Linked DNA regions of Mus musculus: region 1 is linked to region 2. A link is a contact called in public ChIA-PET data. All regions are on one chromosome and are shown on one strand. The core of a region is the stretch at or near the end of the contact, and the rest is flanking DNA. Distances in the headings are between cores, read along the strand shown.

Region 1 (2,980 bases), core at 328-2,827, 190 kb after region 2:
TCTGTGAATTTTCTGTTTTTTACTTTATATGCATTGCATCTTGCACAAGGCAAAGCTTTTCTCCTTACTCTTTCTTAAGCAGATTTTTAAATAGAAGAGTGTAGAGCCAGTTGAACTATCAAGTTGTGGCTTGAATATTTTAAGATCTGTCAAATTAACAACTTTAACCTAAGAAACTTAGGATTAGTGTGTGCGTGGTATGTGTTTGTGTGATGTACACCTGCTGGTTAGAGCATAGTTCTGTGGGGTCATTTCTCTCCTACCTTAAGGTGGGTTCTGAGTGACCAGCTCAGGTCAGCAGACTTGTGGGGCACAGGGGCTTTATCCACTCACCATCTTGGCCCAGCTTCTTGGGTCTAAGGTGGAGACTCATCCGGTGCTATCTTAGTTGTTTTCTTGTTGAAATAGCACAAATGTTAGAATGTGAAAATTTTATATTAATCTTTCATGAATGAGAGATCACAATGATAGTGTTACCATGTTGCCAGAAGCACATTAAAGTGAAACTTGCTTAGAAGATTGGTTAGAAACCGTGTCCTTTAAGAACTCTTACAAGTACATGAGGTAGGATGATGGTGATGGGTTTGGAGGCAACAAGAATGGCGATGTCAGCAGGTAATGTTTCCCCTGTCTTCCATCCTGAGGGAGGCAGCTCTCAGAATCAGATCCTGTAAGCTGCAGATAGAGGTCAGTAGGCGTCATGGTGGATGGTGGTCCTCAGGAATAGTAGGCAGATGGACAGCCTTTGCCCTCCCCAAGAACATAACAGTGACTGCATGAGCTAGCAGTCTAAACCAGGGGTTCTCAACATGTGAGTCGTAACCCCCTTTCACAGGACTGCCTAACACCATCAGAAAACAGATAGATGTCTTTACATTATGATTCATAACAGTAGCAAAATTATAGTTATTAAATGTGTGTTATTACAGTTATTAAATAGCAACAAAAATAAATGTATGGTTGGGGGGTCACTACAACATGAGAACTGTATTGAAGGGTAACAGCATTAGGAAGGTTGAGAGCCTCTTGTCTAACCCAGCACTGCCTGCAGGGACTCACCGTGGGGAGGGAATATATGATGCTGCGTATGTGAGGCCTTGAGTTTACTTTTAGCCCTCAGTGGAACTAGGAACTAAATAATACCTACAAATCGAAGATAGGGCCTTTTTTTTCTGTATATTTTTATATTAAAGAGTTAGGCAAATGTGCAAATGTATGCATTATAATATGTATGGCATTAAGTGTATATAGTAATTAGAGCAACAGGAATGTGCTATTTAAAACAATCTTTTATGCTCAGACAGTGTAATAGTGGGTAAGTCATTAATACTGTTTATTAAAATGGATGGATATTGATCAGAAGTTTATGTTACGATATGTTATATAAAACAGACTGGTTACAGTTTTGGGAGTGGTGAAAAATGTTTTGTGTCTATTGATAGGTAGGATTTGAAATTGGCATCAGAAGACTTGCTTTAGACTGGGGGGGTGGGGTAAGCTCCTGTAGAGCTGTTGTCTAGCACGTGCAGGGCACCCAGTCCCAGGGTGTGTGGTGAGGGGTGGGGATGGAGAAAAGGAAATGACTTTACCTTTGCTTTGTTGTTAGCTGTGTGACTTCAGATGAGGTACTTCACCTTTTAGCCTTCTCAGGTTTTCTGCTGTAAAAGAGACATTTAAACATAGTGCCGTTGCACCCTGAGGGACAGCATGGGACTTTAACCTCCGACTCCCACATAGAACACCCACCTCTCCTCTAATGCTTCATTTTTGTGGGAACTGCCACGGTTTTGTGTGTTTGTGTCTTTGTGTGTTTTCTGTAATTCACCAAAGTGGTAAAAAAGTGAGCAAGAGGTGAGGAGCCGGCAGTGCTCTTTACTCTCCTAGAAACCACGGAATTGTTGAGAGCTCTAAACACATGACAGACCTGCCTGGTTTTGCCTCTGGAGTGTTGGAACTAAAAGTTTATACCACCACACCTAGAGTTAGAATTACATTTTTTTTTTAATTTTAAACTTTTAATTAAGTCTTCGTGAAGTCCCTTCATATCTGCCCTTTGCCTTTGTAATCTCTCCTCTTCCCCAAAGAAAACAAAACAAAAAATAAAGATTAAAAACAAAACTCTCACTGTGGAAGCTGTGGTGTGTCAGTGTGTCACACAGTATACTCTTTCGTCCAAACAGCTTCACTTGAAAAAATTCATCGCAGAGTCATTGCTTTGGTTCAAGGCCCCTGGCTTCTGCTACACCATCAGTACTGGATCCTCATCCTGTTGTTGCCTGAGCTGTGGAGGTCCTGCAGCTGTGGATCTGCAGGACCAGTTCCTTCACGTGCTCCAGCAGCTCGTAGAGGGGGAGATGTTGGGATGGGCCAACTCAAAGTCCTGGATCTGGGTGGTAATTGAGTTGGTCAACCTGCCAGCTCTCCCATGCCCATGTCATCAGGGCCAGCTCCTGCCTGCTGCCCAGGCAAGGGGTGGGGCCAACTCACCATAGTGCCACAGCTGACAAGCAGGCAGGCCTGCTCAGCTCAGCCCTTGGGTATCACTGTGACCCAGGGTGGCAGCCCAGACCTCAGACACCTGCATGGCTTTTGTTAGTAAAGCCTGGCTGCAGGCAGACCTCTTAGAATTCTTAATCATAGTTACATAAGAAAGACATCTTGCATGCTTTATGCAAGGGCAGAGTACTTAGAGTTACTTGGAATGCCCTTTTTTTTTTTATTGTTGGGATTGTTGGGACAATTACATACAGCTTAGGCCATTCTCCAAACTTGTGTGCAGCTGAGGTTGGTTTGAACTTTTAATATTCTGCTCAGTAGCAGTCTTGTCTTATAGTTGCTTATTTCTGTGCTTTAAATTCAGTAGTTCTAGTAGTTATCTGAATTAATGTACTGGAAAAGCCGTTAAGGTTTAAAGCAGGGGCACAGTGAAACCACTGAACGGGACCATCCTGTTGGTAAGAAGATGGTTTCTTTGGGGTAT
Region 2 (3,295 bases), core at 726-3,225:
CATGTGAGTACTAACAAACCCTGACCTTTCACAAAAGCAGCAGGACTCTAAATGGCAGAGCTCTCTCTCCAGCACATTTCTGTTTCCTCAGACAGTCGCTTACAGCCCAGCCTGCCTCTAACCCTCAGATGCTGATACTCCTGCAGATCTGAATTAGGTCAAGTTCAACTGTTCCTAGTCATAAACCAAACACAATGCTATGATTAGTAACCTTCTGAGAGAGAATAAGGGCAGCTCTTCAAAACTTAAAAGATGACTTGTAGCTGGACATGGTAGCACACACCTTTACTCCAGCAATCAGGAGGCACAGGCAGATTGATCTCTGAGTTTCAAGGCCAGACTGAGCTACACAGCAAGTTCCAGGCCAGCCAGGGATATAGGAGGCCAGTCTAACAACCAAACTAAAACAGAAGAACGAGCATGGCTCACTAAGAGTTAAGTCCTCTATTGGCAAAAGAGCGCAGGTGTGCTTCCACGAACAAGGCCCTGAGCTCCCAAAGGGAAATAACAGCCTGAGATGGTCTGTGTGTGGCCAGAGTCCCCAGTACAGAGCAAAGGAAAACGCCCAGCACTTCACATGGACTGGATGGGCTCAGACAGGTTTCCTAGAGAAGAACCCGAGAGAGTGCTAGGAATGTGGTAAGGAAGGATGAAGCTAGCTGGGATGGCAGCCTTCCTCTTAGCACGCTGAAGAATATAAGGCCAGTGTGAGCTACAGCAAGAAGCTGCCTAAACCAACCAATAAACACACACAAAGCGTGACTCCAGAAAACGTAAGAGGAACAGTTACAGCTAACTTACTTTCTGTCTTTCCTTCCTTGCCTGCTTGCTTGCTTTTTGTTTTTCAACAGGGTTTCTCTGGGAAGGGTTTGTTGGATGTCCTAGAGCTCACTCTGTAGACCAGACTGGCTTCAAACCCAGAGATCTGCCTGCCTACAGGAATGGTCCACCACTGCCCAGCTGTAACATATTTTCAACAAACCAGTTCTTTAAAGAAGAAATTGGGGGTCTGAAGAAATGGCTCCCATAGTAAGATCATAACTCTACCAGAGGACCTGGGTTTGATTCCCAGCACCTGCATGGCTGCTCCCATCTGTCTGTAATTCCATTCCCAGGGTATCTGATGTTGTACTCTTTGGCCTCCACCAGCATGAGACATGTATATAATGCACAAACATACATGCAGACAAAACACCCACAAATTATATAAAACAATCTTTTAAAAGATACTAAAGAAAACAAGTTACAATAAACTGACTCACTAAGTTATTATAAGCTAACTCACTCCCTACTGTGCTTTGCAGATAACATTTTAAAAGCATGTTATACGGTACTTATATTATGAAGGGCATTATATACAAAACTTTGGGATTTCAGAGTTGGGAATTAATGATATTTTACAATCTTAAGTTTTAACTGACCACAGATTTCTAAATGTAACTCCACAATGCCAGTTATGAGGGCATAGGGCTGCGCTCTACACAAGGCTTTAGAACAAACAGACTTGAGATTCCTATACCACCAAACTCATCACAGCTGTGAGACGGCTCAGCAGGCTACAATGCTTGCCACCAAGCCAACCTGTATTTAATCCCTGTGACCCATATGGTGGAGTACCAACTCAACATGAGCGTGCCCCAGCCCCCACATACAAACAAAAATGTAATTAAAAAAACAAACAAACAAAAAACCAATACCCTACAAAGTCTAGCATCCCATTAACTAGGAAATAACTAAGTACTTTCTGGCTGGGAAAATGACAGATAGGGTTGGGCACAGGTGCAGTCCTGTGATCCCAGGACTCAGAAGGCAGAGATCAGAAACGGAGCTGTGGAAGGAGTGTGGAGAGGCTGGGCCTGCCCAGGTAGAGGAGCCCTAGACACCACACGCAGAGCTTGCCAGGCCACTCTAGAACAAGTTTAGAAGACGACAACGCTGAGAGCTTTCAGCAGGAACACAGATTGTCCACGGTACAGGAAGTGGGCAGGAGGCCGTTAGCATGACAGCTGACAGCCAGGCAGGCTGCTCTGCCCTCAGAACCTGAGTGAGGGGGAGCAATGAAGAACTATCTTGCTTGGTGGAGAGGCTTTAAGACAAGAGAATGAGGTGGAGTGGCATGGCCCCTTAGCCCCGGCATTCAGGAAGAGAGGCAGTTAGTTCCCTGAGTTTGAGGCCAGCCTGGTCTCAACAAACTATAGAGTTCCAGGACAGCCAGGATGCAGAGAAATCCAGTCTTAAAACAAACAAACAAAGCGAGAAACAAAAGCAAAAAATACCACTCATCCAGAGTCCAGGGAGAAGGAGCATAAAGATATGATGAGAGTTTACAGTCTGCTCAGAAAAACAATGTGAACAAGATTAACCACACAGAAAAGGCAGATCTCAAAAACAGCAATTGTTAACAAGGTGAGTTCTACTAGCACTTACCAATAAGAAGATTTTTTAATCTTCTGAAGTCTTCTGTTACATCAAAATCATCACCAGCAAATATCAACATCGGTTTTGTTCCCTCGGGGCACTTACTAGTCTATGAGATTAAAGACAAAACAAACAAGTGTAATTATATAAGTACCAAAATCTAGAGAATCTATGCTATTTTTAAGATAGTCAATATGTATTAAAACAATCTCAAAATTTTTACACATATGCTATCTCATTCTTGTTGCTACATCCACAACTGAGGATCAAGACAGTAACTGATCCGGTAAATCAGTGTCACGTTATGCCTTGAATCCACACGTCCATCCAGTGTGAGACCTTTGAGCTTTGGAAGCAGGAGTTGCTGACCACACAGGGAGTTGGTAAAAGCCTTTTTCCAACCCACAGGAAAAGGACATTTAGTTATACTAGACCTTCAAGGTCTGTCCCCTTTTTAGAGGAGAGCTGAAGAGATGAACAATATGCATATACTATAACACAATATTATAATATATAATATAGTATACTATAATTTAACACATATCACAAGCCTTGAAAATGCACCAGCTCAGCTGGGCACAGTGCATCATGCCTGTCACCCCAGCACTTTTGGGAAGTAGAAGCAGAAAGATCAGAAGTTCAAACTCAGCCCTGGTCACATAGCAAGTCTGAATCCAGCCTGGGTTAATTAAAACCCTTCTTAATGCAGGCAACACACAAAACCCCCACTGAGTTATATAACTTTCCATTACACACACTATTTTTTCTCTCTATGCTCTTAAACCTAATCTTGAGTTTTACCTACCACATGTATGTTACCATATGTTAAACAATGAAACCCCTTTGGGCTTCAATCACCCAATGTAAATGGAAAACT

The links. ChIA-PET counts read pairs in DNA pulled down with a chosen protein or histone mark.
Region 1: an RNA polymerase II ChIA-PET map of memory CD8 T cells shows a contact between it and region 2, with 40 read pairs. The contact joins two enhancer-like sites. A contact is called at or near these places in 2 of 39 promoter capture datasets (liver and pre-B cells), 1 of 484 Hi-C or Micro-C datasets (CD4 T cells), 2 of 115 datasets of contacts at active chromatin or transcription factors (fetal liver and memory CD8 T cells) and 1 of 9 other capture datasets (adipose tissue).

The regions. Positions count from the first base shown.
Region 1 is chr10:40,418,439-40,421,418 of GRCm38.p6, forward strand. All of the region lies in intron 2 of Cdk19 (cyclin-dependent kinase 19), which reads left to right. Among named protein-coding and RNA genes, the nearest start is that of Gm32234, 34 kb to the right of the region's middle. Within about 2 kb of position 1,578, at least 48 of the 459 cell types and tissues checked have an H3K27ac peak or open chromatin away from gene starts, as enhancers often do. A contact at or near this core is called in memory CD8 T cells, where this site is marked.
Region 2 is chr10:40,230,681-40,233,975 of GRCm38.p6, forward strand. It overlaps Rpf2 (ribosome production factor 2 homolog), which reads right to left. Exons shown (of 10, transcript NM_023323.3): 7 at 2,428-2,527. Among named protein-coding and RNA genes, the nearest start is that of Rpf2, 15 kb to the right of the region's middle. Within about 2 kb of position 1,976, at least 58 of the 459 cell types and tissues checked have an H3K27ac peak or open chromatin away from gene starts, as enhancers often do. A contact at or near this core is called in memory CD8 T cells, where this site is marked.